Regions from separate parts of the Capsicum annuum genome. Here region 2 is linked to region 1. The links are chromatin contacts, called in public Hi-C maps. All regions are on one chromosome and are shown on one strand. Each heading gives the region's core, a stretch centred on a gene start, on an enhancer-like site or on the middle of the called end of the contact. The rest is flanking DNA. Distances are from core to core; before and after follow the strand shown.

Region 1 (5,203 bases), core at 1,791-4,290:
CTTTTTCTTGATGCAGGGACCCATCAGCCCCATCTTTGAAAAGAGAAGAAAGATGTGCAGCTTGCATGCAGCCTTTAAAGGGATCTTTCCTTCCATCCAAACAACCTGTAAGGGGTTCAGTCTGACGTAAAATGTTTAAATTGATTAGTATTGTTGGAAGTGACATTTCCTTCGATGTTCCCTTCATCTTTCCCCGACTAAACCACCACCTCTCGTTTCCTTTTCGGTTAATCTAAATCACTCTCTTTTTTTCCTACACACGTTCTTACGGCAAAAATATCTATTGCCTTCATAAGTGATGCTAACGGATGAGATCCGTAAAAAAGAAAAACAGTCCAGTGCACCCGCTATGCGCACGGTTCAGAAAAAAACTCAACCACAAGAATCAGTTGTATACAATTTTAGAGTGTTTAAATTGACTTATTTATAATTTTTTTGATTTTTAAACATTTTTAAAATTTAGTAATATTTCACAAAGCTAAAAAGTACTTTTAAACACTCACATTTAAGCCAGAAAAGTATAAAAAAAAGCCAAAAATAGGGTCTCCCAATTTTTAACTTATAAGTTACTTTTTAAAAGCTCATCCAAACACCCTCTTGCCACTGTTTTCAAGACTTAGGACCCTATGACCTCCTAATCACGTGGCAACAATTTTATAGGCTCCCGTCATATCCATGCACAGCAAACAATAAAATAAAAGTTGTGGACTGGTATCTTTTTATAATCATTTCCGAATCCAGAATACGTAATACTAATATACTTTCTCGGTCAACCCAACAGGAGGTCGTTTATAAGGTCCTCAAGATAGTAGTAATATCTTTCTCCACTCAATTATTACAATATGGAAACAATTGAATATAGAACTTTCCCCATTCTTTAATGGAGGGGGGGAGCTAGCTGACTCACTTGTGGTTATACAACCAACTTGAATCGAATGAGCATGTCCATAGTGTTAGTGAAAAAGAATCACCTGCCTGATTAACAGGTATTTGCTATACTAGGATTCTATTTCTGACATCCAGAAAGGTTAGGATCAGTTTGATAATATACTACGTTCCCTGTGTCACTGACATAGTGATCCTCCTCCATGCTTTTAATGAGATATCCCAACAAGTAAAATGGTAGAGGCCCTGACTTCTTTGGCTCCTTATAATATTTCCCTAACACTGGTTTAGCAGCTTCAGTCTGCAAATCCAAAAATAAAGTAACTTAAGACCAATAGACGTCATTCGGAGCAGCAGCTTAATTACATAAAATGCTGTGATACTTACTGCTTCTACCAAATGATAGTGTGGGATTTGAGGGAAGAGATGATGTATCACATGTGTCCCTATGTCATGGTGGATGTTGTTAATCCATCCATAATCACGGTCAAGCGTTGTAAGCCCTCCTCTCAGATAACTCCATTCCTGTTTCATACATACATAATCAATTATCCAATTCTTTTTTATACAATAGGAGTAACTAACAACTAAACTTATATCCCAAAAAAGTGGGAGTATAAAATAGTAGGAGTAATATTTTTCAAGACATGAAAAGACTTGTTAGAACGTGTAAACACAGAAGCATTTCATTTGGTATTCTGGCTTAGTGGTAGGAGATACTGGCATAATGTTAAACAGCAAAATCAAAATTATACCTCTCCTCTGTACCAAGGAAGTTTATCATCATGGCCATGGTGATGCAAATAGGTAACTATATCCAGCCACATGACAAAGCCCTACAATGTTGAATTGAATTTAAGGTTAAATAATGTGAGTCTAAAAAGAAGAAACAAAAAGTTAGGGAAAAGGAAGGTTGGAAAATTGACTAACCCAATAGGGAATGACATAGAGCTTAAGCAATTGGATAGGACCCATGACAAAGGACAAACCCACGAGAAATGCAGCCATTGCCGTCCAGCACAAAGTTGAAGTAATCACATCTTTCTTCTCACTTGGGACAAACAAATCACTGTTTGAATCAAAGTGAGAACCTTTCTTTCCAGGGCTTCTACCCCACTGTGATTATTATGAATGGTGTCAAAATATTTTGTTTCAAAAGTAGTATGGAGAAAGAATACGAAGTAGGAACTCACCAGGTAGAAAGGATATGCCAGCAAGGGGAAGGGTAGAGTGAACCTCAATTTCTTTGTGGCATAATCCAAACTGTTGTAAACCTTCTCAGATAACTGGGAAGAGCAAAGAGGGTTAGAGGGAGGCAAAAATAATAGTAGTTGTTTTTGACAAGTGCATCAAAACAAACTTACAGGATGCCAGGACTCGTCATTCTCAACATGTCCATGGTTCTGATGATGAGTCCTGTGGCTTATTCTCCTGAAACATGAATTTAAACAATAACCAATCAACCAATTAGATAGACAGACAGACAACAGTGTTGCTTGGATTTGAAAAGGGAAAAAGAAAAAGAGTTTTGAAGAAAGAAATTACGAACCATCCATGGTAAGGAACAAGAATGGAAGAATGAAGGATATGTCCAGCAACGCTGTTCAACTTGTGGTTGTTTGAAAAGCTTCCATGGCCACAATCATGACCGAGAACGAAAAGTGCCCAAAACATTGTACTCTGAGCAAACCAATAAAGAGGCCAAACAACCCAATTGTTCAAATAAGCAGCGGCAGCCGCCAGTCCCAAGACAATAGCGACATCCCTCACGACATAACTCATGGACCTCCATGGATTTTTGACCCAACAATGCTTAGGAATAGCTGCCCTAATATCAGATAGCTTGAATGGGGGTGGTGCCCCTGGGTCGAAATATTCATCATTACTTGTTCTTGTCTTTTTATTATCCTCTTTTTCTTCTTCTCCCACAGTTTGGATCCTAAGTGGTGCACTAACCCTCAATGCCCAGCAGTTCCTCGACACCAGATCTGTGCGTGTAGGTGAAATTCTCAGATTTATATTGGTGGTGGCGGTGGAGCTAGCTAACCCTGGTCTGGGCTTTGGGTAGATTCTTGGCAGTGGTCTGACACCACATTCTGATAGAACCCAACTTGCCATTTTGGGAGAAAAAAAGAGAAAAGCTCTCAATCTCTCTCTCTTTCTCTCTTCCCTCAATCAATGAGGAGGAGAGATGCAGATATAAAAAGGCAAGATCTCAAATTAAAATTATATAGCACTAGTATCTTTCTTTCCCTTTGGCTAAGGACTAGTTGGATATGTGTCTCTCCTTCAACTAGACCTACAGAAATCTCAACTTGTAGATTATCTTGTTTCTCTTATCTCTTCATGGTCCAATTGTTATATAGTTGGACATGATATCCACTATTAGCACACCTCTGTTTCTTCTGCCTTTCCTATTCAGATATCCGCCTCATCTGAACACTAAATAAAAAGGAAGAACGTGATTTTTATGCGAATAAACTAAGCGTGTCCCATTGTTGGTATTTTCATCGACTCTCAAGTCTCAACCTAACCTTTTTCTCCTCCACAATTTAATTTTCCTTTCTTGCTGCTTTCAAATACTGATACCATCGTCAAACTGGTTGACTAGCTATTAGTAACTAATATAATAAGTATAATACAGGAAAAATGTTTTGTTTCTACCATGCACTTTACACGAAATTACTCAAAAAATATTCGAATTTTAAGAGGATTTTATTTCTTCTGGATTAATTGAAAATATATTTTTGATAACCTTAATGGCTATACAATACATACATGGCACATTAGTGAATCAACACATTGAAGATTCACGTAGGCATGCGTATATACCAAGTAGGCATTAAGATTGCCAAAAATATGATTTTAATTAGTCCAGGGTAATAGGATCCTTTTAAAGTTTGGCTGTATCTCAACAATTTCGTGTATAGTTTAGGATGAAAATAGTGCATTTTCTCCAAATATAAAGGGATGGGCATGGTACGGTATTTTAAACTTCGATACGGTAACTTCGGTTTTCGGTATCTAAAAGAACAATACCATTACCATATCAAATTAGTTCGGTATGATTCGGTATTTTTAAATTCGATTTCGATATTTTATAGTATAGTAATTCGATAACCATACTTTATTTGATTTATAATTACAAATATTCATATAAAAAAACTATAGTTTTAAATTTTAAAAACGACTCAATCATGTTAGGCTAACAAATATCTTTGTTAATCAATTACACAAAAATAACATTTCAATCACGATTGAATAGTCCGAGATGCAAATTCTAAATAAGAGTACCTAAACTGAAGCATAGTACTCCTAAATAATAAGCTTTCCAAAATTTTATTTTTGAATAAAAGCTATTTTTGTGTTCAATTGGCTAATGGATGATATACAAATATATTTAATAATATTAAATATAATATATATGGCTTTTATACGTTATTAAAAAACTTTGGTGCGGTATACGGTATTTCGATATATATTGCATAAATACCAAATATCGTACCAAATATCAAAATAATTTAAAATTCCTACCAAATACCATATCAAATACCATAACATCCATACCGCGGTATAAAAAATTTCAATTTCGATCTGATATTCAGTATATACCATACCTTGCCCACCCCTATATAATACTATATAAACAAAAATATACTTCTTTCTCCCTCCCACCCAATTTACGTGATACTTTCCAATTTTATTTTAATTAGCCCTCTTGGTAAACCTTGTTTCAATTTAGTTATTCCTTTTATGAAATTAAGAGAACTATATTATGTTTTTTAAATATTATTTTTATTATTAAATGACTACATACAGTTATATACTCAAAATTATATTTTTAAAGCATATTTTCTCCGTTTCAAAAAAAAGGATCTACTTTTTTTAGTCCGTTTGAAAAAAATGATCTCTTTCTTTTTTTGATAATATTTTAATTTCAACTTTTCATATGGCATATTTAGGATCACAGGATTAAAGGACATTTTGGTACATTTGACATAATTTTAATTTAAGATCATAAGATTCAAAAGTCTTTTTTTATTTTCTTAAACTTTGTGTCAAGTCAAAATAGATCATTCTTTGTTAAACCAATGAAGTAATTAATAAGACTAATTTTGTAATATAAGTTCCTGATAAATATTCTCTTAAGGAGTCACGTCAACTAAGTGTTAACTATTCTAAAACAGGATGAGCACTTTTTAAGGCAAATAACAAAAACCAATTTTATATATCTATATATATATATATATATATTAAAATAAGAGAATGTTGGTCCATCCTATGCGACATGCCTTAGAGACCTCTAGTTTTATTTATC
Region 2 (5,203 bases), core at 1,292-3,791, 60 kb after region 1:
TTTAAATATGGATGTTATATTAACAGATCACTACTTCCTATTTTTTAGGTAACAAATATTATCTTTCAAACAAATTTATTTTTTTAGGAATTTATTTAGTTTATTTCCTTCATTTTTCATTCCTAAAAAATAGAAAATGATGAGTTGTTATTAAATTTTAGGGTGTCGCTAATTTATTTCTTTAATTTTCTTATACACGAAAGATTTTACTGTGTGACTAAATTATTTCTATGTAAAACAGGCTTTGCATATTTATAGTATATTATATATAAATATTCTTAGGTATGTTTCTTTATACTTTGTATTTTTATATATGGTATATACATGATATAAACTTCATATATAACATACTTTGTATATTTATATTATAAATATGCTTAGTATATTTCTTAATACTTTGTATATTTATATATGTGTGTATATGGTATATACATGATATAAACTTTATATATAACATACTTTGTATATTTCTATTATAAATATAATACTTTATATATTTATGGGTATAAATATAAATTAACAGTAAAATAATGTCTTAAATAAGGGATAAAAATAATGATGAGAGAGAAAAAGAGATATATATTAATTAGGATAGCATTAAGTTTGAAATTATAATTATCTTATTCTTTAAAACTGCTATATACGTAATATTGAAAAAGTAATGTTATAAGGAGAGCTTTATGTAAAAATTTAAAAGATTGGGGTTATTTGTAATAATAATTAAAGTTGGAATTGGAGTTGGAAAATTGTGAAAACAACAAAAACCTATTTTCCCTTTTCAGAAAAATTTTCCAAATTTTCATGGCCAAACACCACAATTTCCAACTCCGGAAAATTTTTTCGAAAAAAAGGGAAAAATTTTCATGGCCAAACGAGCCCTAATTCACAACCTAGTAGGTGATTAATAGTTGCTAATTAGTATTAGAATCAAGAAATGAAACTAAGGGCCTGTTTGACCATGAAAAATTTTCCTTCTTTTTCGAATTTTTTTTCAGAATTGGAAATTGTGGTGTTTGGCCATGAAAATTCGAAAAATAATTTCAAAATTTTTTTCTGAAAAGGGAAAATAGGTTTTTGGTGTTTTCACAATTTTTCAACTCCAATTCCAACTTTTAATATTATTACATATAACCCCAATATTTTAAATTTTTTCATAAAACTCTCTTTATAACAATATTACGTACATAACAGTTTTAAAGAATAAGATAATTATAATTTCAAACTTAATGATATCCCAATTAATATATATCTCTTTTCTCTCTCATCATTATTTTTCTCCCTTATTTAATTTTCTCCCTTATTTAAGACATTATTTTATTGCTAATGATCCTAATTACTATAATATAATAATAATTTTTCTGTTGTGATACGGACGTTTAAGGAATTATAGTCGTGTAATTAATAATGGATAATCGTTTTCTATATTTATGGAATTAATAAAGTTGTAGCAGATTAGTTTACCACTGCCACAAATTATTCTCATTTTTAATTTGATTATATATATTATATTGTGTAATCTTTATTATACTATTCAAATATAAATAGTTTATACCATATATATGCTAAAAATAAAAATCGGTGATACATATTTTTCATATATATATATACACACATATATAGATATACAAAGTATAAAGAAACATACTAAGCATATTTATATATTTATGGTATATGATATAATATACCATAAATATGCAAAGTATGTTTTACATAGAAATAATTTATTCACACAGTAAAATCTTTTATGTATAAGAAAATTAAAAAAATAAATTAGCGGCACCATAAAATTTAATAACAACTCATCATTTCCTATTTTTTAGGAACAAAAACTAAAGTAAATAAATTAAATAAATTCCTAAAAAAATAAATTTGTTTGAAAGATCATATTTGTTACCTAAAAAATAGGAAGCAGTGATATATTAATATAGCATCCATATTTAAATTTTCAAATATGAGAAAACGGCTATTAATGTAAATATTATATATGTCATAATTGAAACTCATTAAATATGACCATGTATATGTAATTATTTTTATAAAAGTGTCTAATTGTGTTCTTTTTCCGTTAGTAGGTAAATTTTAGTTGGATGATTTTGATAGTTTGTAAAAGTTGGGCATAAAATCATATTTAAAAAAGTTTTTTCAAAAGTCAAAAAAAAGTTTCAAAAAAAACATGGCCAAACACAACTCCAACTCCAATTTCAACTCCGAAAAATTTTAGTTTTCACGGCCAAACGGCTACTAAGAATCAAAGAAAAGAAACTTAGAATTCTAAAATTTGAGCTTAAAGGGAATGGACGGATTGATGATGTGGCAACTTCTAAATGGTTGACGTTTTTGGGGAATGCTTGTTTCGAACTTGTTATTCAATCAATTCTTCAACTTGGAGGTGCAGTAATCGGTTTTGGATGAAAGAAATACAAGAATTGGACTTTTTTCAAGCTCAAAGAGTTTGAATTTGTTGTGTTCCCCTTGTCCTCTTCTTTGAGAATATTTCATTTTTGATGTTTTTGGACTCTTTCTTCCTTTGGAAGACTTGGAATATACTTGGAATATTCTTTGTACAAACAAGGACCACACTCCCTCAGTTCATGGATCTACATCAATGTAGAGCTCATAAAAAATGACACTTGACGGTTAAATGCAATAGACTAGGCCATTGGATATTTTTCTGGATGATTGAGTTAAGAGGTCTCCCTATGTGCCAATCGTGACATCTCTTCGTTCATATATCTTTATATGTAATTTAGATTTATACAAATTTTTCATCATTTTATTTGCTCAGAAAATTTATTCACTGGTTTTAGAATCTAGATGCACATAGAATTGCATACCCAATTTTGAAATTTGAACATAATCAAATAAGAACAAAGTTTGTAATAGACATTTTCTCTAGTCTTATGCTTCTACATGATCCCATTTCCTTTTACGTTTTGTTCATTTGTAAACAACCTATCAGCTTTGCACGTTGAAAGTTAAGTATTTTTGTTTCTTGAAAAAATTCGACCCAGAATTGAGGGAGGAGTATAACTGTTTGTGCATTTTTTGTGGGTCGGATTGGGCGGATTAAATTAGAGTGATTTATTTTTAAAATATTGGCAATTTAACATTGATTTGGGCTTTTTTGTTAAAGAAAGGGTACAAATGAAAAATTTCTTAACAATGAGGGTAAATATGACCCCAAAGTATGAAATCGAGGGTAAATTTGGCTCCAAAGTATAACGAAGGGTATATTTAGCCAATTTTTCAAAGTAGAGGGGTAAATTTGGCCCCAAAGTATGACGAAGGACATATTTAGCCAATTTTTCAAAGTAGAGGGGTAAATTTGGCCCCAAAGTATGACGAAGGACATATTTAACCAATTTTTCAAAATAGAGGGGTAAATTTGACCCTTTTTCCCTTAATTCAAATAAAAAAATTAAACAAATGAAAAGATAAATTACAAAAGAAATCATCGATTACATTGCGCAATATAGTAGCAGAAGAACGAAGACATGCACAAGAATATTGCAGGAGGTAGGTTAACAGAAACTTGCTCGAAATAGACATACCTCAAGTTTCTCCCGACGCTCGACAAGCTTGTCTTTTGCCTGTGCTGCAGCAAAGGCAGCATCCTACAAGTGATGAGCAAGTCAGTAAATGCAGATGCTAAAATGCAGTTATTCACTGTGAGACATTTGTAGGATAGTATTACCCCCTTGTTTCTATATTTAGCAACGATTTCTTCACGAGTTCTTAGTATTGGCTTGACATCACTAGGACCACCTTCCAACGACCTGTCTATCAGTTTCCTTTTCTGGATGAGAGGAATAAAACAATAAATTCATCAAGGATAGAAGAAGGAAAGAAGATTCCATTTACTGTGTCGCATAAAGAATACCTATTTTGACAAGATCACTGCTGAGAGATCATGAAGTAACATGGATAGGTTCATCAATTTCAATATCATCTGTAATGGAAGAACACAGGTAGTTATAGGAAAATCTGTACAAGTGGACCATAACCATTTTTCAAAAACGGGCGTAGTAGGGCCACGGAAATATACCTAACTTCAGTTCCAGGCTTCCAAGGTCATCTGCTACATTTGTAGGATCTGAGAAAGGAAATCTACAGAATATGTTTTCCAGATGAAAAACAAGAGCATCTTGAGCATTGACGTAATCAGCAGCATGCTGTTCCTTAAACCCTTTCAACCCTTTCACTATGCCACCAAAAATATTGTTGGTAAAATTCTAGAAAAAGCGGAAAACCACGTTCTATAAGAGGTCTAGCAAAAGACAAATAATAGAAGCCTGGTATCACATTTTAGGAACCTGTTTCTTCTTTTGTTGTTGGGATATACTGACATCAGCTGCAGCAGTCATGAGAGATTTCTTATGCAGCGAAGGTAAAGCTTCCGGAATCCTATAAACAGGTCATTGTCATCCTTTGTATCATAAACAGAAAGCTCATGAATGTGTCGGGATTCAATCTTACCCTGTGCTTCAGACTGAGTATTTTAGGAATGACCATGCAAGACAGAATATAAGTGAGTGACAGACCTGAAATCATTTCCGAAGGCCAACAGTGAAATGACAGCAAATTCAGATCCGTTCACCTGCAAATTGAAAAAAACACCTAGCAAAATTATTAGCATAACGAAAACGCAATCAGGAGTGAAGTCAATCCTGAGCCCTTAGCAGCCTATCATTACCCCTTAGATCGTACCAAGTTATCCTGCTGCATTCTTCCAAGGTTTTTCTTAACTGCTTGACACCTTGAAACAGTGTCATTGACCATTAACTAGTTGTAACTGTCTAGAAAATATTTACAACCATAAACTGATTATCATTGTATAATGTTATGACTACTGTTTAGGATGATTTGTCAGGTTGTCTATGGTATTTTGCCATGACTGCCTTCATTTCCGTTATTTCTTTCTCTATACTGCTTTGGACTTTTTTTTGCTTGAGCCGAGAGTCTATCGCAAACAGCCTCTCTACCCTTCCCAGACCTTACTTTGTGGGATTACACTGGTTCTGTTGCTTTGGTAAACTGAGTAGAAGCATTATGATGAGAGTCAGAAGTTGTCCTAACTATAATCTGGAATGTGCCACAGAGTCTTAAGCAGTTCTATTGGTTTCAATATGACATATAGTTTCACTATACTAATGAAATGTTATGGACAACAGAATAGTTCCTAATGTAAATGGCAAGCAGTATC

What was found. Hi-C and Micro-C count contacts between places; a contact is called where the count stands out from the background.
Region 2: a Hi-C map of placenta shows a contact between it and region 1, with 1.9 times the contacts expected there. The contact joins the enhancer-like site here to the promoter of LOC107873310 in region 1.

The regions. Positions count from the first base shown.
Region 1 is chr6:89,608,962-89,614,164 of UCD10Xv1.1, forward strand. It overlaps LOC107873310 (omega-3 fatty acid desaturase, chloroplastic-like), which reads right to left and starts at 3,041. Exons shown (of 12, transcript NM_001325029.1): 1 at 2,795-3,041; 2 at 2,771-2,793; 3 at 2,435-2,768; 4 at 2,250-2,316; 5 at 2,079-2,171; 6 at 1,816-2,001; 7 at 1,641-1,721; 8 at 1,273-1,410; 9 at 1,040-1,186; 10 at 1,025-1,038; 11 at 1,006-1,023; 12 at 807-1,003. The coding sequence starts at 3,003. The coding sequence ends at 994.
Region 2 is chr6:89,669,315-89,674,517 of UCD10Xv1.1, forward strand. It overlaps LOC107873311, which reads right to left. Exons shown (of 13, transcript XM_047414801.1): 9 at 4,046-5,203; 10 at 3,881-3,949; 11 at 3,695-3,796; 12 at 3,552-3,614. Among protein-coding and RNA genes, the nearest start is that of LOC107873311, 48 kb to the right of the region's middle. Within about 2 kb of position 2,542, at least 1 of the 5 cell types and tissues checked has an H3K27ac peak or open chromatin away from gene starts, as enhancers often do.